2 separate regions of the Oryctolagus cuniculus genome follow, and region 2 is linked to region 1. The links are chromatin contacts, called in public Micro-C maps. All regions are on one chromosome and are shown on one strand. Each heading gives the region's core, a stretch centred on a gene start, on an enhancer-like site or on the middle of the called end of the contact. The rest is flanking DNA. Distances are from core to core; before and after follow the strand shown. Region 1 overlaps SMYD2 (SET and MYND domain containing 2). Region 2 has its middle 19 kb from the start of PTPN14.

Evidence for each region. Hi-C and Micro-C count contacts between places; a contact is called where the count stands out from the background.
Region 2: a contact with region 1 is called in a Micro-C map of ear pinna, with 4 times the contacts expected there. The contact joins two enhancer-like sites. A contact is called at or near these places in 3 of 6 Hi-C or Micro-C datasets (ear pinna, psoas muscle and an unstated tissue).

Annotation. Positions count from the first base shown.
Region 1 is chr13:28,633,041-28,635,740 of mOryCun1.1, reverse strand. SMYD2 (SET and MYND domain containing 2) reads right to left here. Exons shown (of 12, transcript XM_002717406.5): 12 at 1-2,184. The coding sequence ends at 2,104. Among named protein-coding and RNA genes, the nearest start is that of SMYD2, 53 kb to the right of the region's middle. Within about 2 kb of position 1,425, at least 1 of the 8 cell types and tissues checked has an H3K27ac peak or open chromatin away from gene starts, as enhancers often do. A contact at or near this core is called in ear pinna, where this site is marked.
Region 2 is chr13:28,853,617-28,856,316 of mOryCun1.1, reverse strand. No RefSeq gene overlaps it. Among named protein-coding and RNA genes, the nearest start is that of PTPN14, 19 kb to the right of the region's middle. Within about 2 kb of position 1,381, at least 1 of the 8 cell types and tissues checked has an H3K27ac peak or open chromatin away from gene starts, as enhancers often do. A contact at or near this core is called in ear pinna, where this site is marked.

The DNA.
Region 1 (2,700 bases), core at 176-2,675:
CTGAGCAACACGATTATATGTTCCGACTATTGATCGTAGGGGCCAGCTCTGTGGTGTAGTAAGTAAAGCCACCAGCTGCAGTGCCGGCATCCCATATGGGCACCAGTTCAAGTCCTGGCTGCTCCACTTCCAATCCAGCTCTCTGCTATGGCCTAGGAAAGCAGTGGAAAAGCAGTGGAGGATGGCCCCTGCACCCACATGCGAGACCCAGAAGAAGCTCTTGGCTTCTGGCTTCGAACTGGTGCAGCTCCGGCCATTGTGGCCATTTGGGGAGTGAACCAGTGGATGGAACACCTCTCTCTCTCTGGCTCTGCCTCTCTGATGAAACTCTTTCAAGTAAAATAAATAAATGTTTTAAAAAAAGCTATTCATCGTAGTATTGTTTTTTCTAGCAACAAACTGGGAAAAATCATACCGTAAATAGAACGGCTGAGTAAAAGACGACATGCATTCAATGCAATATTCTGCCCCTAAAAACAAGGCGAATCTCTATGGACTGAGGTGCAAAGGAAGCCATATTAAGTCCAAACAGATTACAAACTCATGTGCCAGTCCCATCCTGCCTTTGTTTTCCTATTTGCATAGATTCGTTCTAGAGGCCTGGCGAGAAGGGGGAGCACACTGAGCAGACTGTAGGGCTCCCTCTGTGGCCGGGGGGGGGGGGGGGCTGGTGACAACACCTCCCTCTCTTCACATGCGTTGTATTAACCTGTGAATATGTAACTTCCATCCATTTTATAAAACCTACAGAGAACAGCGGCTACGCTTATTGCAGGCTTAGCCACAGAAACTGGAGGAAATCGGCTCTCTTCAAACACTCAGCTCCCTGACCTGGGCCCACGCTTGCTTTTATGCGCTCTGTGAGCTACAGGGAGGACTGTACATATAGTGGCTTACTGGGCTTGGACAACAGAATGCATTCCACCTGTTAAATCCTCCCGTGCAGCACACCGAGGGAGGTGTGTATGTACACGTGAGGGAAGGAGGGAAACACCCCAGCCGGCCATTTGAGCTGTGTGCAGATCCCGACTATGAAAGCCAACTGCAGCGTAAACTGGGCGGCTTTACCGGTAGGTGCACAGGGCCGCTGCTCTCTAGGATACAAGACGCCTTCCTTGGAAACACCCCTGCACTCGGGGGCGTGCTGGCTCCGTCTGGGTGGCGGCTGCCAACAAGCCATTCCTCAGCGCGCTGCTGTCTGGGCCCAGGGGCCACACAACACGGGGCTGCTGCTGGCCTTGTGGGTAGAGATCCGTGTTTGCTCACAACACAGCGTTGGTAAGGAAAGAAAATTTTCCCTTCCCAAGCTTACCCTGGAGTCATTCCAAATAAAGAAAAGGAGTACTGTGCAGACCCAGCAGTGGGGCGATCAAAGCGCAGAATGCTTTCAGATGGGGCAGCTAAGACGGCAAGGCTGGCACTGAGCACTGTCCCACACCGCAGGGCTCCGGGTGCCCAGGGGAGACAGAGCAGGGGCCACCGCCTGCCAGGGAGGCGCCCAGGGCCCACCGAAGGCTCCTCCAGCCAGACACTCTGCTTTCACCGTCGCGTCTTCTCTCTCCCTTCCTGGTTCTTCCTCCATAGGCGTCGTCCCAGGAAATAAAGTGCAGGATCAAGAGGCCTCCGGGTGCCACTTGTGGGGAGAAGTCTGGGACTCGCAGCACTGCGGAGAACACGTGTCGCTTCCAGGCCAGGGACTGGGCTCCCGCCACTGCCCCTTCGGCGGCCTCCCCATGCACAGAAGAAAACACAAACCGCAAATACCGTTCTCCCTTTTATTCTCCCTCATCCCCCAGATGTGTTCAGAGCAGGACAACAGGGATGACGGGAAGAACAGCTGCGTTTTTAGAACTTGGATCTGCCCAAAGTATATTCTAAGACACGAAACCATGCTGTTACCTCTTAGGAAAAGAAATCATTCAAAACTCATGGGCTGCTCAGGCTCCAGGCCAGTTTGGCGGGGTGGCAAGTGCAAGGTCTCAGTGCAGGAAGGTGCTGTCATTCCAGCGGCTCACGGGGGTGCAGGCGTGGTGGGGAAGAGTGGAAACGAGTCCGCGAGGATCTCTGGACAAAGCATTTGATGAAAACAGATGCTGCATAGTTTCACTGGCTTTCCAGCTCCTGCTTGATCTCAGAAATATACGGGTGGTCTTTGCCGTGAGCTACTTCCATGATTGCAATGGCCTACGGAGAGAAAGACAGAGGAAGCGTGAGCGTGGAGAGGCCCGTGCGCCCACACCTCCCCCGGGGCTGCCCAGGACTCAAGCCGGACTCCTCGGCTCTAAGGCACAGGACAGGAGCTTTTGCAGAGTCAGGCTTGGGAAAGAAAGGAGACAAGACAGACTGGTCGCAGCTGGTCATCCAGTCCCTGCTGCCACGTCAAACGCGCTGCACCACTGCCCGGGCGGTAGCACGGGAAACGAGGAAGAGAAAGTGACTTCATGACGTTCTTTTGCCCCGAGATTCTACGTGTTAGAGTCAAAAAGGCTCGAGTGACCCAATCATTTGGCTACGTTCAGTTAGAGAAACAGGCGATGCTGGAAGAGCAAAGTCGAAGCAAAGTTCAGCTCGAACCCACCTGGGCTGCGGCTGAGCTGACAAACCTGTAAGCTGTCACTCAACTCTTCTTCCCTGTCACACGGAATTAAACTGAAAGTAGGTAGCTCGGCATGGGGGTGCTGCCCAGCACGTGCTGAGGAC
Region 2 (2,700 bases), core at 132-2,631, 220 kb before region 1:
ACCAGACATTGAGGTCAATGTTTGACTTGGGGCAGAAAAGCCTTCCTATTTGGTTACCTGTCTAAAATGAGAAAGTAGCCCCTCTTAATATCTGGCCCCCTCTTAGTCCCACTGCTGATGCTAAGAGATTTCCTGGGGCCAGCATTGTGATTAACCCACTGCCTGCTATGCATGCACCCCATATGAGCACTGATTTGAGTCCCAGGTGCTCCACTTCCAATCTGGGTGTCTGCTAATGCACCTGGGAAATCGGCAGAAAATGACCCACATACTCAGACTCCTGCATGCACATGGGAGACCTGGATGAAGCTCTGGGCTCCTAGCTTCAGCCTGGCCCAGCCCCAGCTGTTGCAGCCATTTGGGTGAGCCAGCAGATGGAGGCTCTCGCTCTCTCTCTTAGGGGATAGAGTGTATGTATGTCTCTGAAGCCAGGATGTGTGGACCAAATTTTAGTTTGGAGTTTCTTATGTCCAAGCTCACCTGAAATGAAAAATTCAAAAATCCAGAGCATCCGAATTCTTCAGCTAAATGAATACAAAGGTCCTTCAAAAAGTTTGCAGAAAAAATGGAATTAAAATGAATTTATTTGGTGCAAAAGAACTTTTTTTCATAAATCATGGAAAATACATATTAACTAAGCATGGATTTCTAAAATTTTCTGCACCAAAAGAAATGCATACTTTCATTCCATGGACTTTTTAGAAGTCCCCTTTGTAGACAGTCAATGCTTATGAGTAACTATGTTGGATCATAGTTTGTTATTTCCTTCATAGGGTGGTGCAGTTTCAAGGAAAGGTTTGGAGCATAAGACACGCTTGATGGGAATCTTGGAGATAACTTTCAACAGCCAAGACAGCCTTCCTACTAATAAAAGCTCACCTAAAGAATTTTTCTAATAGGCTTCTAAGTTGCTAATGATCACACAGCCCTAATTAGCAGAATATGGGCATCTATTTAATTAACCCAAAGTCTTAATGTATCGGAAGCCAACTCAAGCCAGGTAAATTATTTGTTGTCATTATCTGTAAGTGGTATAACTTTAACAAAACTGGCAGATTTTCTTTTTTCCCAGTCTCCTTCTGGATGCATAAAACTGGGTGCTAGCTTAATAACCTAAGGCCATAAAGTCCTCTAACATGCTGGTTCATGCTGGGTGGCAACAGGTTTATTTTTCATGATTATGTAATCTGAATTGCTGTTCCAAGGAAGGATTAGAAAATGAGCTATTAAGTTGGATGGCCAGCAAGCATATAGTCTAAAAGCACATGTATGTCAACTACACGTACATTAACTCAGACCCTTCTTCCTAAACTGTCATCCCACCCTTGTACAAGTTGATGAATATAAATCAAGTGTGACCCATGAGAAATGTTGTCCTGTAGCTGGCTGAGGTTTACACAGAGCGTTCAAATGCCTACTAGGGATTTTTAGGAAGGATATTTGATCTGCTCAGTGTTCAATAACAAGCCAATTAGCCAATCTAGGCAATTAGTATGCTAGTACCCACATTATATTTACTTCAAAGATTTTATTTTAAAAATAGGGTGTTAAAACATAAGAGTGCAGTCTAGATTCAATCCAAAGACTTGTGGTGCTAGGCAGGTGTTTATCAACTAGATTTATTTAGAAGAGAAATTCACATTGTTCTTAACCTCCCAGACAAAGCTTAAAACCACAGCAAGTTACAGCCTGGAGTTTTGCATTCCTGCGACTCACAAGCAAGCTTCCTGTTCCTTCTTGGCTGGCAGACTCCAAGGCCAGAAAATGAATGCATCGATTCTTATAGCTTGAGAATCTGCCATGGCTTTCAGCCCATGAGGTTCTGGGTGCCAGACCAGGTGTTATTAAAAAAAAAAAAAAATCCCTCCCAGAGATTTGGATTTGACTTGAAGATAACAGTGGGAGAAGTGCAAACTGAGCTAGGCATTTGGATAAAGATCATATCTAATAAAGATCCATACTCATGTATATCCCTAAAAGGAGTGTTCCAGAAAAACTGAGAACCAAACTTGGAAAATTCAACATTTCCTGGGATCCTCTTGATACGTTTCAGGAATTAAGAAAAAACAAAAAAACAAAAAAAAAAAAAAAAAAAGAAAAGAAAAGAAAAAGGGCAGTGCAGCCACAAGATTCTTGGGCTTGATTGTTTTCCAAATGAGGGCAAGTGGCAGATTTTTTTAAAGTGATATGGTGAGTTTGTACTTTCTCATGTTAGAACCTACTAGAAATCAGAACCTACTAGAAGTCAGAACCTACTGAACCTTGTAGGTGAGGGAAATAAGCTGTAACTCTGGCAATGTGGGGGGTGCGGAGAGAAAGAGGGAGAGAGAATTCCAGAACTTTTTCTTGTATGGAAGACCATGGGTCTGTTTTGAATTTTAAACAGAAAAAAAAAAAAAAAATAGGGCCAACGCAGTATCACAGTGGGTTAAAGCCTCAGCTGCAGTGCCAGCATCCCATATGGCCGCCAGTTCAAGTACTGGCTGCTCCTTTTCTGATCCAGCGCCTTGCTAATGCTCTTGGGATAGCAGCGGAGGACGGCCCAAGTGCTTGGGCCCCTGCACCCACATAGGAGACCCTGAAGAAGCTCCTGGCTCCTGCTCCAAGCCATTGCGGCCATTTAGGGAGTGAACCAGTGGAAGGAAGACCTCTCTGTCTCCACCTCTCTGTAATTCTTTCAAATAAATAAAATAAACCTTT